Linked DNA regions of Mus musculus: all the other regions are linked to region 1. The links are chromatin contacts, called in public Hi-C and HiChIP or PLAC-seq maps. All regions are on one chromosome and are shown on one strand. Each heading gives the region's core, a stretch centred on a gene start, on an enhancer-like site or on the middle of the called end of the contact. The rest is flanking DNA. Distances are from core to core; before and after follow the strand shown. Region 1 has its middle 67 kb from the start of Aldh8a1. Region 2 has its middle 5.2 kb from the start of Gm5420. Region 3 has its middle 22 kb from the start of Gm5420.

Region 1 (4,608 bases), core at 1,172-3,671:
ACCTGGGTGATTTGATCTCATCGGTTCTGTTGGTGCAGATCACCCTTTGTAAGCTGGAAATGCAATCTGTGTTGATTCACAAAAGGGAGTCCAAATATGCATGTATGTAAACTGCTCGATTTGTAGGCCCATTCTTGAATTTTTCTCTGTGTGTTGTAACCTAATTTCTCTGAAGCTATGAAACAGGACACTGCCCAGCCTTATGAGTGGTTATAGTTTGCCAATGGGATCTCAATATTCCTTTCAGACAGGGCCACAGAGTAATGTAACCTCTCCAGAGTGTCCAGAGACCATGAAGTCCTTTGGTTAAAAAAGACTGACCTAGAAGAAAGAAATCCCACTGGTTCTGAGGATGCCTGTAACCCTAGAAACCACAGGGCAGTGGAGTCCTCACCATCAGCCAGTGGCCGAGTCCACTCATAACAAAACAACCTTCTCCAGGGCCAGTGTGTGACCCACAAAAATGCCCCACGTTATAATCAGCCTCTCTCACTCAGGTACGAGCGGTAAACAGCGCCTGTTTATTTCTCTGCTGGTTGTTCCTCTGGGCTGCTCAAAGATTGGGCCAGCTTAAGATTGAGGCTTCGCACCTTCAAGGGGATGTGGCTTTCCTAGAGAGGCATCAGGACACCCCTGCCCCTGTGACTGACAGCAAGGGGGACAGCACATTGTTTTTCTTTAGGACGTTGCTTCATTAAAAATGCTTCCTATTTTATCATACTTACAAGTGGCTAGCAATCCGTGCCTTTCTGGAAATTCTATCTAATTCTCAAGCTAGAGGAACAGGGGCCATGACTTGTTTTCTACTTCTTGGAATTCATCCTGACTCTGGGAGAGGTCAAGGCTGTGTCAGAACTAGTATCAGCTCATTGGTGAAACTAGATGTCAGTGAAGTCTTAGAACTGGGAGTGCCGCTATCTTACAATGGAAGTGGAGAAAGACCAAGCTGACATTTATCTAAGGTACAAAGAGACGGAATGATTGAGCCATGGTTTGCTTTAGGTATTTTGAGTCCCAGATCCACTGCCCTCTTTATTATATACTTCTGAATAAAATTATTTAGTTCCATAATTTACCACGGAAATATCTATAAAACAAATTTTCATAGTAAATTATGCTTAGGTGCCCCAAAGCTTCAGTTGCGTAATGTAATTGGATGCAGCATGTTTTCCATGAACCCTAGTGCTTTTCCCTAACACTAGATCTGGAGTTGCCTACGGTGTCTACAGTGCTATGTTGCTCCTGCCTGCTCTCTGTAGCTCACTGGCCGTGGGCTGTTACTGTTTTTAATTCCTAGCTGGACCCGTAGCTGTGGCCAATTGCCCTCCACTCAGTGATCTCCAGGACTACGTGCCAGAAGATGGCAAGATTCTGAGACTCTTAGAAGCATACCGGTCTTTCTTCTCAAATCAGGAACGAAATTGAAATGGCTTTCACGCCACATGACTTCTTCCTCTCTAAGCCATATTTGGTTTTTCTTTCTAGAAGTAATTCAATGGCACTCTCCTGATCAAAAGATGGCCTGACTGTGTTTAAAAGCAAGGCTCGCTACTGTTAGGCTGTAAACACGTGGAGAGTCTTAGCCTGGGACTACCCCGTGTTTGAAGAAACATTTCTTATTTCTATCCGAAGGCCCCTCCTGAAGGTCAGAGCTGAAGGAATTCATGTCCTAGCAGGGGACATAATTAGCCAGTAATGAGAGGCTGTCCTGAGGGGCGTCCTGAAACCTCTGTGGAAGTGTTGTGGGACAGACGGCCTGTTGTAATCCGTGGGATGGAAATGAGCTTCAGTGCTTAAAATGTTTCATAACTCCAAATCAGGCTGAGCCTCCTCCTGTCAGCCCACTGAGAGGCTGTGCCTGTGAGGGGAAGCGGCTGATGCTGTGGTCTTCTGGGGGAGGGGTGGTGGAGCCTGCTTTGTGCCTTGTAAAATATAAAGGCTTTCTGGTTCCATTCCATCTTCTTAAAAGGAAAAGCTACATGTTATATTATTCCGTTTGTATGAAAGGTTGCAAATAAATGAGTCTCTGGAGACATGGAAGCCTAAGCTGGTGGGTGTGTGCACAGGGAGGAGAGGGGTAAGGCTTCTTGAATGTTTGGGAAGGTAAAAATGGCAGCTTTTGCTTCCTGTACGCCAGCCTCTGCTGGTGTGCCCACCCATGCAGCCCTTGCTCCCTCTCCTGAAGTGAGTGCTAGCACACTCTTCCAGCTTACAGACAAGGGACCCGAGGCTCAGAGGAGGATCCAGGACTAGTTCCTTCATGGTCACACAGCTGGGATCCCTGCCTCACCATCTTGCTTTAGCATTGATACATAGACTGCAGGGCTTGGCTCTTTCTGCATTCAACTAAGGTCATTACAGTTTGGCCACCCAAAACACAGTGGTGAGAGGTCATGTTGGTGGAGGAGCTGAGGGTGGCCCAATCTAAATGTTGGCATAGGCTGGGTCTGCAGCAAAGGTTATCTGTACAAACAGATTAGCTCTCCTGGCTGTCATGCCAGTGGTGTGGCTGACGTCAATATCAACCTACACGGGCTTCTGTTTGCTTTGAGCTGGGGCCCACAGGCATCTCTCACCGTAGATTGGTCTGTGTGGTAGAGCTCTCCCACCGGAGACACCTGGAGTGGTCCTCGCAGCTGGAGCAGGCAAGCTAGCACGGCCCTCATTTCTGATGCAATATTGGCAAGCTGTCTCTGTACCGTGACCTCGACGATCAATGTGTGCACACACCACCCACATCAGTCCTTTGTAAGAAGCAAACAGCATTCATATTGCTTTATTGTTTTTAAATCATATACATTGATTTCTCAATGAAAGAAAGTGAGTCCCCTTAGGGATTTAGAATAACTTTCGTTTTGAGTTAACAATATATAGAAACAACAGTTTTCTATTTTGCCGACTACTTCAAAATAGATATTTCCAGTGTTCTAATTTTCCTCTTTATTTTTTCATATGTAGTTTTAAGTTCATAACCTTGACTCTGCAATCCTGCTGGACTTGGGGGGTGGGAAATGAGGAAAATATGAAAGCCAAAGACTGTCAGGGAAAAGCAGAGATTCCAGGAGCTTGTGAGCAGACGGGGTGGGGGCACTTTCCAGAGCTACAGAAAGAATGGCGGGTAAGATCCTGCAGGTCAAAAGGGTTAGAACTGTCCACTGTCAGCAATGGGTATTTTCTTCCAGATCTTGCCCTCCCTAGATCCCAAACACTCCATGGATTCCACAATGATGCACTCCCACTTCTTTCACCTTCCCAAAGACCAGCCACAGTCTTAGCAGTGAACAACAGAACCATTTGTGTTTGCATCAGTGTTTGCCATGGACAAGACCTGTATGCTGCAGGATGAAACTCTCATCTTTAGATTTCTTCTTGCAAAGTGACCTGCCACCAGTGCCATTATGCTGTGTGGAGTCATGACCCTGGCACATGGATCCTGGAACAACTGTGTGACAGAAGGAAACTTTAGATACGAATCCTTTCTCTGCAGGGCTCAGAACACCAAAGTTTTCTGCTGTCTTTGGAATTTAGTCTGCAAACGGCTCAAAGAAGATCCATCTCAAGGGCTTATCAATCATTGTGATGTCGAAGAACTCGGTGGGATGGCCAGGGCTGCAGCAAGGGCAACAGGGGAAGGCACCTCCTGCCCTAGCTTTTCTTGATGACTTTGTGTCTTTCAAATAAACGAAACTCATGGCTATGCTCAGCCTAGGAGCTCTAAGACCCCAGGGAGGGGTGAGCTGTAGTAAAGGGTGTGAGTCTCTGCCCGGGTTTTGCAGCCACTAAGAACTTGGCAGTCATGTGCCTCCAGGCGGCCTAGAAATCTTCACAGGGATTCCGTTTCCTGACAGTAAAATGAAAGCAATTGAAATATCAACTTCCAGTGTTGTAGCAAAGTTTAAATGTCCTTTCCAAGGACAAAATTACAACTTTAGCTGAGTTGGCTTTATTGTCAATTCTAGAATTAAAGCACACACACATACACACATACAACTATATGTATATGTAAAAATTCTCTATATATTTTAATTATATATTTATTTTATATATGCAATACATATTACATATATAATATAAATATAATATAAAATGTATATTTTATATTATATTTTTATATTTTACTAAGAAGGTTGAAAGAGACCAGTAGAAACTGTGTCTTCTAGATGTGACAAGGACACTGTATGCATGAACACACAGCTCTAGCTTACTGCACATGACCTGCACATGATCAAGCCAGTCAACATTCTAGCCAGAAGGGGAAGAGGGCATGAACCCACCCTTAGCTGAAAAGCGATTGAAAGCTAATGGCCTCTGGGGAAGGGAGAATCTGTTTTCTTTAAGGGTGTGGCTCCCAGTAGGTCAGACTCACCACAGTGGATGTTCTCAAACCCAGGAATATTTGGCCAGTACAAATTAGAGTCAGTGAGTTAATTAAAAAAAAAAAAAGATGAAGTTGGGGTGGGTAAGTAATTGGGGTGAATCTGAGAGGAGTTGAGGTGACTGTGATCATGAAACGTTGTTTAAAATTTTCGAAGAATTAATAAAAATATTTGGAAATTTTACATGTAATTTAATTTTTAAGTTTACATACAAGGAGCAGATTTTCTTGTG
Region 2 (4,608 bases), core at 1,066-3,565, 240 kb after region 1:
TGGGCCTTCAAAAGAATAGTCTGTCCGTCTATTAAGCCAATGAAGACCACAGTAAGATCAATAGCTGGCATGCATGCAGCCACTTCTGTGCCCCCTTTGCCATGGAAGAAGTCTCAATCACGAGTGACACTGTGTGAAATCCGTTACGGTTCTGGTTTGGGGGTGGGAAGGGGTTAGCAGAAATACTGCGGGTGTAGGAGTCAAATGCCTATTCACAGTGAGTCTCTATTCTAGGAAGAGAAAATATGCGTCTCTTCCATGAGGAAAATGATGTGGTGTCAATTAATCTGCTAATGGATGTCTTGCTAGGAACTGGGTGTGGTGCCAAGTCAAGGTCTTGTTGGCTATTTGAAGACTAAGCACACAGCAAATCCCTTTCCAGCTTTTTTTTTTCTTTCTTTTTTTTTCAGAGCAAAGATTATGGTGTGCTCATCAGAGAAGGCACCAAGAAGATGAAGGAGAAGCTAAGGGGAGACAGGTCAGCTTCAAGCCAAGGACCTGCCTCACAGTGGAGAGGCCGGCCAGCAGAAGAGCATGAGGGAGCTAAATGCGTTAGTGTTTCATGTCTCCCTCGCCTTCCATCATTAAAGCCTTTCTTGACAGTTCTCCCTACTCAGAAACATGAAGGAATTGTCAGAAATCTGGTTTAGCTTAAGCACCACACACACACAACTTGGGGTAGATTATTTGAGGATAGAAACCTGTTTGAGATAAAGGAAAGCAGCCCTTGTGCCCAGGAATTCTCATCAATTTTCCTTAAGAACCTGAAAGGTTTTTTTCTTCTTACCTACAAAGCATTGATTCTATAGTGTGTGTGTGTGTGTGTGTGTGTGTGTGTGTGTGTATGTCCCACACTGGGGAGATTATCAAAAGAGATGTTTTTGGAAACATGCTACTTCTTAATAAATAAATATTTAACACTATGAAAATATATTCACAGTAGGAGTGTATTATTTATCAACCAATTCCTAGTGAGACTAAATTTTGTTTAGCTTTAAGATTTCTTTCTCTTTTTTTTTTTATACTGTTCAAAGAATTTGAATTTGCTTTAAAGTGTAAAAATGTGCTGCAGGCAGAAGGCAGTGTGAAATGTTCTTGCATGATAATGAAGAGAAAAACTCAAAAACTTGCTCTCCAGCTCGCCTGTGCCGATGCTCTGAGGTAAATGACTGCAGGGCTTTCAGAATCCACCGTCCTGGGACCGCCCTTTCCTAGGCAAAGCATCCTCCTCCTTCATGCAGTCAGAGGCATTTCCCTTTTGTTTCTGGTCCATTCTCTCAGAGAAAACTGACAACCACCGATAGATAACCTCTTTATTCACCAATTTCCTTAGAAAATGATAAGAAGGGGGTCCTGTCTAGGAAGACAGAGGTGAGTGTATGTGCCAAGCTCCAGCGGGATCGGAAGAGAATTCACCATGGAGGACAGCTACCAGGAAAGCAGCCATGTCTGAGACTGATGGGAGGGTGGTGCTCAGATCAGCCCTTCCTATCTCAGACCCACACATGATTTCCCGATGAAGACATTTGTCCACCCAGCATCGCTGGTGTCTCTAACCATTCCTACCACAGAACAACAGCTGTCAACACCTGCCCCAGACACAGAAGCCAGGAGAGACTGCAAGTGGGAAAGGGACTGCAATACAAAAACAACTCTGTCCTCTTAGGGACAAAATTGCTCCTATCCATTGCTGACTATGTATCATCTTTGACAAGGACTTAACTATGTAACTTCTAATGAATATGATCACTTAATTAAGGAAGCAAGTTGTCACGTGGCTCTTCAGACACCTGGTTCTATGCCAAAAGGAGTCTGGTGGCTTTTCTTTACTAGGGCATTTGAAGTTTAAAATTTCAAATGAGGTTGATGTGGAGAATCAGTGCATGTTAGGGTCACAATAGACAAAGACCTGAATGACTGGACAAAGGAGGGAGGGGCATAAGAGAACGGAAAATTTTAGGGGACTTTTCCACTCATGGGCAGCATACACCCTCATGCAAACAAAGCCTTGAGGCTAAGACCATATTTTTTTTTTAAAGTGATGAAAGATTTGCTAAGGCCTGGGAGGGGGTGAACAATGGCTCTTTTTTAAAATCCTCCAAAATTCAGTCCGACATGCTAGCAGTTGCAGGGGAAAGCCTTTTGTTTCTGTTTCCAAAATGTGAGTTTCCTTCCTGGAGCCCAGAAAGTTTGAGCTGCTGTCTGTCAGAGGCCAGAGAGCTTAACTGTCAGCCTCTCTGCCCTGACATCTGTCCTTGTCCTGAGTCCCTCACGCTGTTAACCAGCCACCTCTGACAGGAGACACTTGGCTCCGCTAGTCAGAGAGAAGCCACCAGGCGGGTTCTGGAACTCTTAGTTTGCTGGGTGTCGCTCAGTAGCAGCCTCCAGTGAGCTGCTCTCCACGGTGGTCTGTACCCGAGTGGGGATGACAAGGACTCCTGACCACACGAGTCTTTGCCACCTGTGTCTTCTTCCCTTCTTCCTCCACGGATTGTTAGAACCACTTAAAAGCAAAACACCAAAAAAAATACCCCTGGTATCTTTAGCTGCTCCAGCTCACTGTGTTCAGATGCAGTTGCTAAGCTCTGTTGGATAAAACTTAGTACTTAGAGAAAAGTCCACACGGAGTTTTGTTGTGGTGGTGGTGTATTGTGTTGTGTGTTTAATTCAGCTGTGGATAATAGAACAGGTTGCCTTTTAAAAAATGCTGTACCCCATCTCCTCCTCCTTTCTCTATCTGACTTCCAACTGCCAGCCAGTCTGGGAACAGCTCGAAGCTCACTGTGGTCATATGCTATACTGTACTTTGGTGCTTAACAACCTTCATCGAGCTGTCACAAACGGATGATCTCATCGGTCCTCAGATGACCCTGAGATGTGGATAGGGTTGCTGGATTCTTTATCACGGGTTCCCACATGAAGAAAGGAGAGTAAATAAATTATATAACACAGCCAAGGTCACTGTGGCAGTGGTGCAACTGGATTCCAACAGAAGCATTCAACTTCCGGGCTGGCCCCCTGGTTTGTTTACCTTTCCACCTTTGTCGATGGGGCCGATCCAACCCTGTTCAGGAAGGTTATGTGCCTCCTTTGAATTCACCGTTTCTCATGGTAAAGGTTAGCAAGAGTGTAGCCACAGTTCTCTGGTCTCAGTACCTACACACATTTGAGAGGTGACAATTTTTTCTGTTTCTATGTTCTGTTTTCATGCTGGCTTATTATTGTCTTTCCTAGCAGGGATTTTCTATTTAAAAGTCATAATGGGAGCAATTTCTTTTATCTCCTTATTTTCTCTCTTCTGTGTTTTCCCTTCCTTTGTCTTTCTTCTCACACTTCCTCTTTGCTTCCTTTTTCTCTCTGCCTGCCTTTTTCCTGCTTCGTGTGTGTGTGTGTGTGTGTGTGTGTGTGTGTGTGTGTGTGTGAGAACATCTCTATGTGAGTATGTGTTATGTGTGTGAGTGTGTGTATGTGTGTATGTGTGTCCGAGTGTCTATGTGAGAATGTATATGTGACTGTGTGTGAGTTGTGTGTATGTGAGTGTATGTGAGTGAGCATGTGAGTGGGTGTGTGAGTTTGTGTGTGTGTGTTGTGTAATTGTGTGTGAGTAAGTGAGTGGGTTGTGACTCTGTGTGTGTGTGTGTGTGCTGCTAATTATGTACTATAATTTCTGGCTAAGGTATAAGTGTTGAGGCCATACGATTTCACAGGCTGTTATTTTGTCAGTGAATTTTTTTAAGTAATAATTTTCTACATGAGTGAAGAGTAGACAATATTTACACTAATCAAAGAACACATATGGTTAAAAAAAATGAAGACAATATAACTTGCAGATTTCTTCAATGGGCAGTGCCACTTGTTCCTTGTCTTCTCAAATGAAGAATTCCATGGAGGGACACGGGCAGTTTAACCACAGGTAGATTTAGCAAAGCAAAGAGGGATGGAGTGGGCTGTTCCAAAGGGGCTTAGAAGGCTGGTGGATTCTGTATGCTGATTTAAGAGGAACGTATGAATATTTATGGATGGATGGCATATTTATGAAGGCGAGGCCAACTTTCTCCTGTCCAAGTTAGGGTAGACTAGATCTCTTATCTAGGGTATTTCTTTTGTAATTCTCTTTAGATATCTATGGGAGGTGGTGGGTGTGGGCCGGTGTTTCAAAGGCATGTAGAGGTGATTGCATAATACAGTCAGTCACAGAATGTGTCATATTGATGGTGTTTGTTGATAAGTCATGTATGGCAGGTTGTTGGCTCGCCTTCCCCCCCCCCAAAAAAAAAAACAATAATAAGAGAGAAGAGATAAGGGGCATTGCAGTGTTGTTTCTCTTTTTATGCTTGTCAGGTTGGGTGCCAGAGGTGAAGCGGGTGGTTAGATAGCAGCTGCACCCTAGAAGCCATGGGTCATGTGATCCGAGCGCAGCTACATACACCAATCATTTCTACTTCTGTACTTTTATCAACGGAATTACAGCAACCTATGTTTTCAGTAAACTTTAACTGCGGGTTTCATTTCACATTTTAAAAATCGTTATTAAAGCATCAGCCTGCTGAAATGATTACACAAGCCTAGAACGGTGCTTCGGGGAGGAGAGATGCGGCTTCTCCGCAG
Region 3 (4,608 bases), core at 943-3,442, 220 kb after region 1:
ATGCATGCTCTTCCTGGTGTGTGGCTCATAGCCTCTGGCTGCTGAATATGTATATTGAGTTAGGAATAAGTGTGAGCAGAGGCCAGGAAACAAGAAAGGGGCTCACAAGACAGAGTTAAAAGAAGCTGTTGGGTCTGAAGACAGCTACAGTGTACTCATATAAATAAAAAAATAAATCTAAAGAAAAAGAAAAAAAAGAAAGAATGGAGGCCACACGTGGTAGTGAGCTCCTTAAAACCCAGGTCACAGGAAATCCTTCAAAAATGACCAAGAGAGGGTCTGAAAGCTGTGCGTTCACATGTGTGAGTGTGAGGGTTCAATGTTGGGGACAGAGTCCACAGCTTCTTATATTCCGGCGAGTTTTATGTTAACCTTTAAACCCTTTATTTTTTAAAATACTCATGAGTTCACTACCTTTCTCAGGTTAGGTACAGGAAGATACATCATACCCTAAAGATTCCTTTTTACTTTATTTTATCCATGTCAATGTTGGCCTGTATGTATGTATGCATGTATGTGCATTACATGCACGCCTTGTGTACTCAGAGACCAGGAGAAGACATCAGATCCCATGGACAAGCATGGTTGTGAGCTGCCATGTGGTGACAGGAACTCAGTTTGGAAGAGGGAAAAGGGCTCTTACAACTCAGCCATTTCTTCATTCCTCCTTTATGTCTTTTACTTGGTTTTCTTTATTAAAAGTGGAGGTGGGGTGACCTGATCTGGTATTAGATGAGGGAAAAGGACTGAAGCCTTGAGGGCCAGCAGAAAGAATGGAAACAGGAGATAGGAGGTTGGGGGTGGGGGGGGCTCCAGAATGTACCAGAGACCTGGCAGGTGAAAGACTTTCAGGACTCAAAGGGAGGGACTTTTGATGAAATGCCCGATAGTAGGGAGAGGGAACTTATAGAGCCCACCTCCAGCAGGAAGACAGGGCATCAAGTGAGGGAGGGGGTTGCCATCCCACAGTCACAACTCTGACCCATAATTGTTTCTGTCTAAAAGAATTGCAGGAATGGAAATGGAGAGGAACCTGAGGAAAAGAAGGTCCAGTGACAGGCCCAAAGTGGGACCCAGCCCAAGGGGAGATCCCAAGACCTGACACTATTACTGAGACTATGGAGCGCTCACAAAAAGGGACCTAGCATGACCACACTCCTGAAGACCCAACAAGCAGCTGAAAGAGTCAGATGTAGATATTTGCACCCAACCAATGGACAGAAGCTGCTGACCCCTGTGGTTGAATTAGGGAAAGGCTGAAAGAAGCTGAGGAGAAGGGTGATCCTGTAGTAGGACCAGCTCAATTAATCTGGACCCCTGAGATCTCTCCAACACTGCACCACCAACCAGGCAGCATACACCAGCTCATAGGAGGCCCCCAACACACATACAGTAGAGGACTGTTGGGTCTGTGTTCACTCAGAGATGATGCACCTAACCCTCAAGAGACTGGAGGCTCCAGGGAGTTTAGAGGCCAGGTGGGGACATCCACGTGGAGACAGAGGATGGGGAGGAGGTGTGGAATGTGGAGCAGTAGGAGGGTAGACAGGGGGAAACGGGGGAAGGGGAGAATAAAGTATGGAGTGTAAAAAAATTAATTAATTTAAAAATATTTTACTTGACTAAATTTGCATCGATATAACTCTTGAAGCGTTTTTCAGATCCATCGCTTTGTTACCTTCTAGTTCCTGTGTGCACATGTGTGTATTTTGTTGCATATATACATAACATGTATTTTTTTTTGAAGCAGCATCTCATCTAGTCTGTGTGAACCTCAAGCATGTTATACATCAGAGGATAACCTTGAACTCCTGGTCCTCCCAATGTTGAGATAGTAGGCATGGCCAGATATTTATATATCTGATTAATTTTTAGTTTTCATTTTCTGCGTTTACTTCCTGTAGGACGTCTTAGTTTGACCTAAGAAGGAAACATTGGCATAAAGGACCCGCGTTCTGAACTACTGTAAACGCCGTTTCTCTGGCTTTACATTTGTTTAGTTCGTGGGTGGGAGGTAATGGGCAAACAAACAAACATCCTGATGTTGCCAAGAAAACGGTGGATTTCCAAGTATCTGACGCACACATAAACACGTGTCCGTTTTTTCCTGTTTTAGGCATCACAATAGAAACGCCTGGCTCCAGGGAGGCTGCGGCACTGACTGGTGTGTGCCTGAAGCCCGCTTCTGCACAGGAAGTGACCGCGGGTGGTCCCAAGCCTGCCTTGCTCTCTTTCCTGAAACAGATCAGATGCTCTCCAGCAGATTCCTCTCTGTTTCCTCCTCTATAGGCGGAGGAGGAGCGAGCGAGTCGTCCTGTCTGCCCCTCTATGCAGAAGGTGAAGCAGAGGTGAGCATATTTTCCTTTTTCCAGCATTTTCCTTTTCCCACGGCGGCCACGATAGTTTCCACAAGTGGTTTTTTTAGTGAGCGGAAAATACACTTTAAAATCCTGTAACAAATTTTTCAAAACTCAGCGCATGGCAAAATCCTAGCCAGCTGTGACCTTTCTCACTATCCCCCACATGCCTCAACCTTTCTTTCTACCTCACTGGATATTTTATTCTGGTAATCCATGGTCTAAGGTGGAATGGATAAAAGGAAAAGTCTGGTTCAGACTTCAGAATCAGAATGCCAACGTAAACAAGAAAAAGTCAGAGAACTTTGAATAATCAAGCCCTTTAGCTCAAGTTTAACCCACGCCAAATGTCAATGAAGATGAAGGCCACAAGATGAACTTGTTCGTGTTGCTGAGAACTACAGTGTCCTTTGTTTCCTTCCCTTAGCCCGATGTGAATGGACGGCTGCTGCCCGTAAGTGAATTCTATATTCTAAAAGACGTCGGAATGCTCCCCAGCCCCAAGAACAATAAGCCACGGACAGGAAATGAAATATGAAGCAAAGCCAAAACCCTTACTACAGCTTTGTTTTATTAAGCTCTGTGCTCATGAGATACTGTCAGCCACGATGAAATGTGACTTTTCTAAACGTTATCATTTAATGACGCAGAGGATGCAAAAATAAAACAAGCCATGCCCAGATGCTGATGGCAGAACAAGTGGAAGTGGGCATTATAGCTACATTGACGTGATGACATTTCCATACTCAGTGCCGAAAGCTGGCCAGCTCTCAGGGTTCTTTTTAGAGACTTTCAAGGCCAGCTCCTATGACCACAGAAGTAGATCACTTATCTGTCTGTAGGTGAAACTGTCATCCAATAACAATCCAAAACTTCATCTGAACACACTGATTTAGTTCTCATTATCATTAACTAAAAACAGTATGAGGATGTTAAACATTGAAGGATATAGAGTTAGGAGTCCCAAGAGAGCCTAGGCAGTCAGTAACAGTGTAGCAGTGAAAATGAAACTCCCTGTGTAAGAACAAGGCCTTTCCACTCCAGACCACGGCACTCTGTCTGCACAGAGGCTCCAAGTGGAAAAGTACTGAACTTGCCCGCTTGATAGTTCATCTTCCAAACCACGGTCTAGAACCTGATGGGGGCCGTTTATGTGAGAGGCCACAGTGACTAACCCACGTCTGTGTGCCATCATAAGGAATTCTTCTTTCCTCTTCTCCCATCCAAACAACAGTGAAAAGAAAATGGGAACAAGTTTCACAAAAATGTTTGCATATTGCTAAATGTTTTGCTTTAAGAAATACTTGTCACACCAAAACCCATGAGATGCAGTTTGTGTGTCTTTCTTTTCTTTGCCTTATGTTTGAGTAGAAGATATCATCTAAAATAAAACTTTTAATTAAAAATCTTCTGACATGAGAGAGAGTCCTTCAGCCAAATTAGCTCCTGAGTTTGCTGTGACATATGATGTCAAGAGTCTTGCCAGTACAGATAATCTGGGACTAAAGATTGACCTCTGACTTATACAGTAGAGAATGATGATTCCCAATAATCCATATGTTAAAACTTCAGTTGTGGGCTAGGTTAGAGATTTCTTTATTATAGAGCAGAATAGTAACAAGAATAGGAAGCAAAGCAGGAATACTGTTATCCTTTTAATATTGGAAGGATCCACTCTTGGCTTGAGTAGTGAGGAAGTAATTAAGGTAAATTATCCTCCCATGTATAACATGTAGATTACATGCCCCACTATGTTCATAGCAGCTTTATTTATAATAGCCAGAACCTGGGAAGAACATAGATGTCCCTCAACAGAGGAATGGATACAGAAAATGTGGTACATTTACACAATGGAGTACTACTCAGCTATTAAAAACAATGACTTCATGAAATTCTTAGGCAAATGAATGGGACTAGAAAATATCATCCTGAGTGAGGTAGCCCAATCACAAAAGAACACACATGGTATGCACTCACTGATAAGTGGATATTAGTCCAGAAGCTCGGAATACCCATGATACAATTCACAGACCACATGAAGCTCAAGAAAGAAGGAAGATCAAAGTGTGGGTGCTTTGGTCCTTCTTAGAAGAGAGAACAAAGTACTCAAAGGAGGAAATAAGGAGACAAAGTATGAAGCAGAGACTGAAAGAAAGGCCATCCAGAGATTGCCCCATCTGGGGATCCATCCCATATACAGACACCAAACCCAGATACTATTGTGGATGCCAAGAAGTGCTTGCTGACAGGA

The links. Hi-C and Micro-C count contacts between places; a contact is called where the count stands out from the background. HiChIP or PLAC-seq counts read pairs in DNA pulled down with a chosen protein or histone mark.
Region 2: a Hi-C map of liver shows a contact between it and region 1, with 2.6 times the contacts expected there. The contact joins two enhancer-like sites. A contact is called at or near these places in 2 of 39 promoter capture datasets (the HPC-7 cell line and cranial neural crest), 2 of 484 Hi-C or Micro-C datasets (bone marrow-derived macrophages and liver), 1 of 115 datasets of contacts at active chromatin or transcription factors (embryonic stem cells) and 1 of 9 other capture datasets (embryonic stem cells).
Region 3: an H3K27ac HiChIP or PLAC-seq map of hepatocytes shows a contact between it and region 1, with 3 times the contacts expected there. The contact joins two enhancer-like sites. A contact is called at or near these places in 1 of 484 Hi-C or Micro-C datasets (bone marrow-derived macrophages), 1 of 115 datasets of contacts at active chromatin or transcription factors (hepatocytes) and 1 of 9 other capture datasets (embryonic stem cells).

What each region holds. Positions count from the first base shown.
Region 1 is chr10:21,442,035-21,446,642 of GRCm38.p6, forward strand. No RefSeq gene overlaps it. Among named protein-coding and RNA genes, the nearest start is that of Aldh8a1, 67 kb to the left of the region's middle. Within about 2 kb of position 2,422, at least 23 of the 459 cell types and tissues checked have an H3K27ac peak or open chromatin away from gene starts, as enhancers often do. A contact at or near this core is called in hepatocytes and liver, where this site is marked.
Region 2 is chr10:21,683,331-21,687,938 of GRCm38.p6, forward strand. No RefSeq gene overlaps it. Among named protein-coding and RNA genes, the nearest start is that of Gm5420, 5.2 kb to the right of the region's middle. Within about 2 kb of position 2,316, at least 98 of the 459 cell types and tissues checked have an H3K27ac peak or open chromatin away from gene starts, as enhancers often do. A contact at or near this core is called in liver, where this site is marked.
Region 3 is chr10:21,666,974-21,671,581 of GRCm38.p6, forward strand. No RefSeq gene overlaps it. Among named protein-coding and RNA genes, the nearest start is that of Gm5420, 22 kb to the right of the region's middle. Within about 2 kb of position 2,193, at least 47 of the 459 cell types and tissues checked have an H3K27ac peak or open chromatin away from gene starts, as enhancers often do. A contact at or near this core is called in hepatocytes, where this site is marked.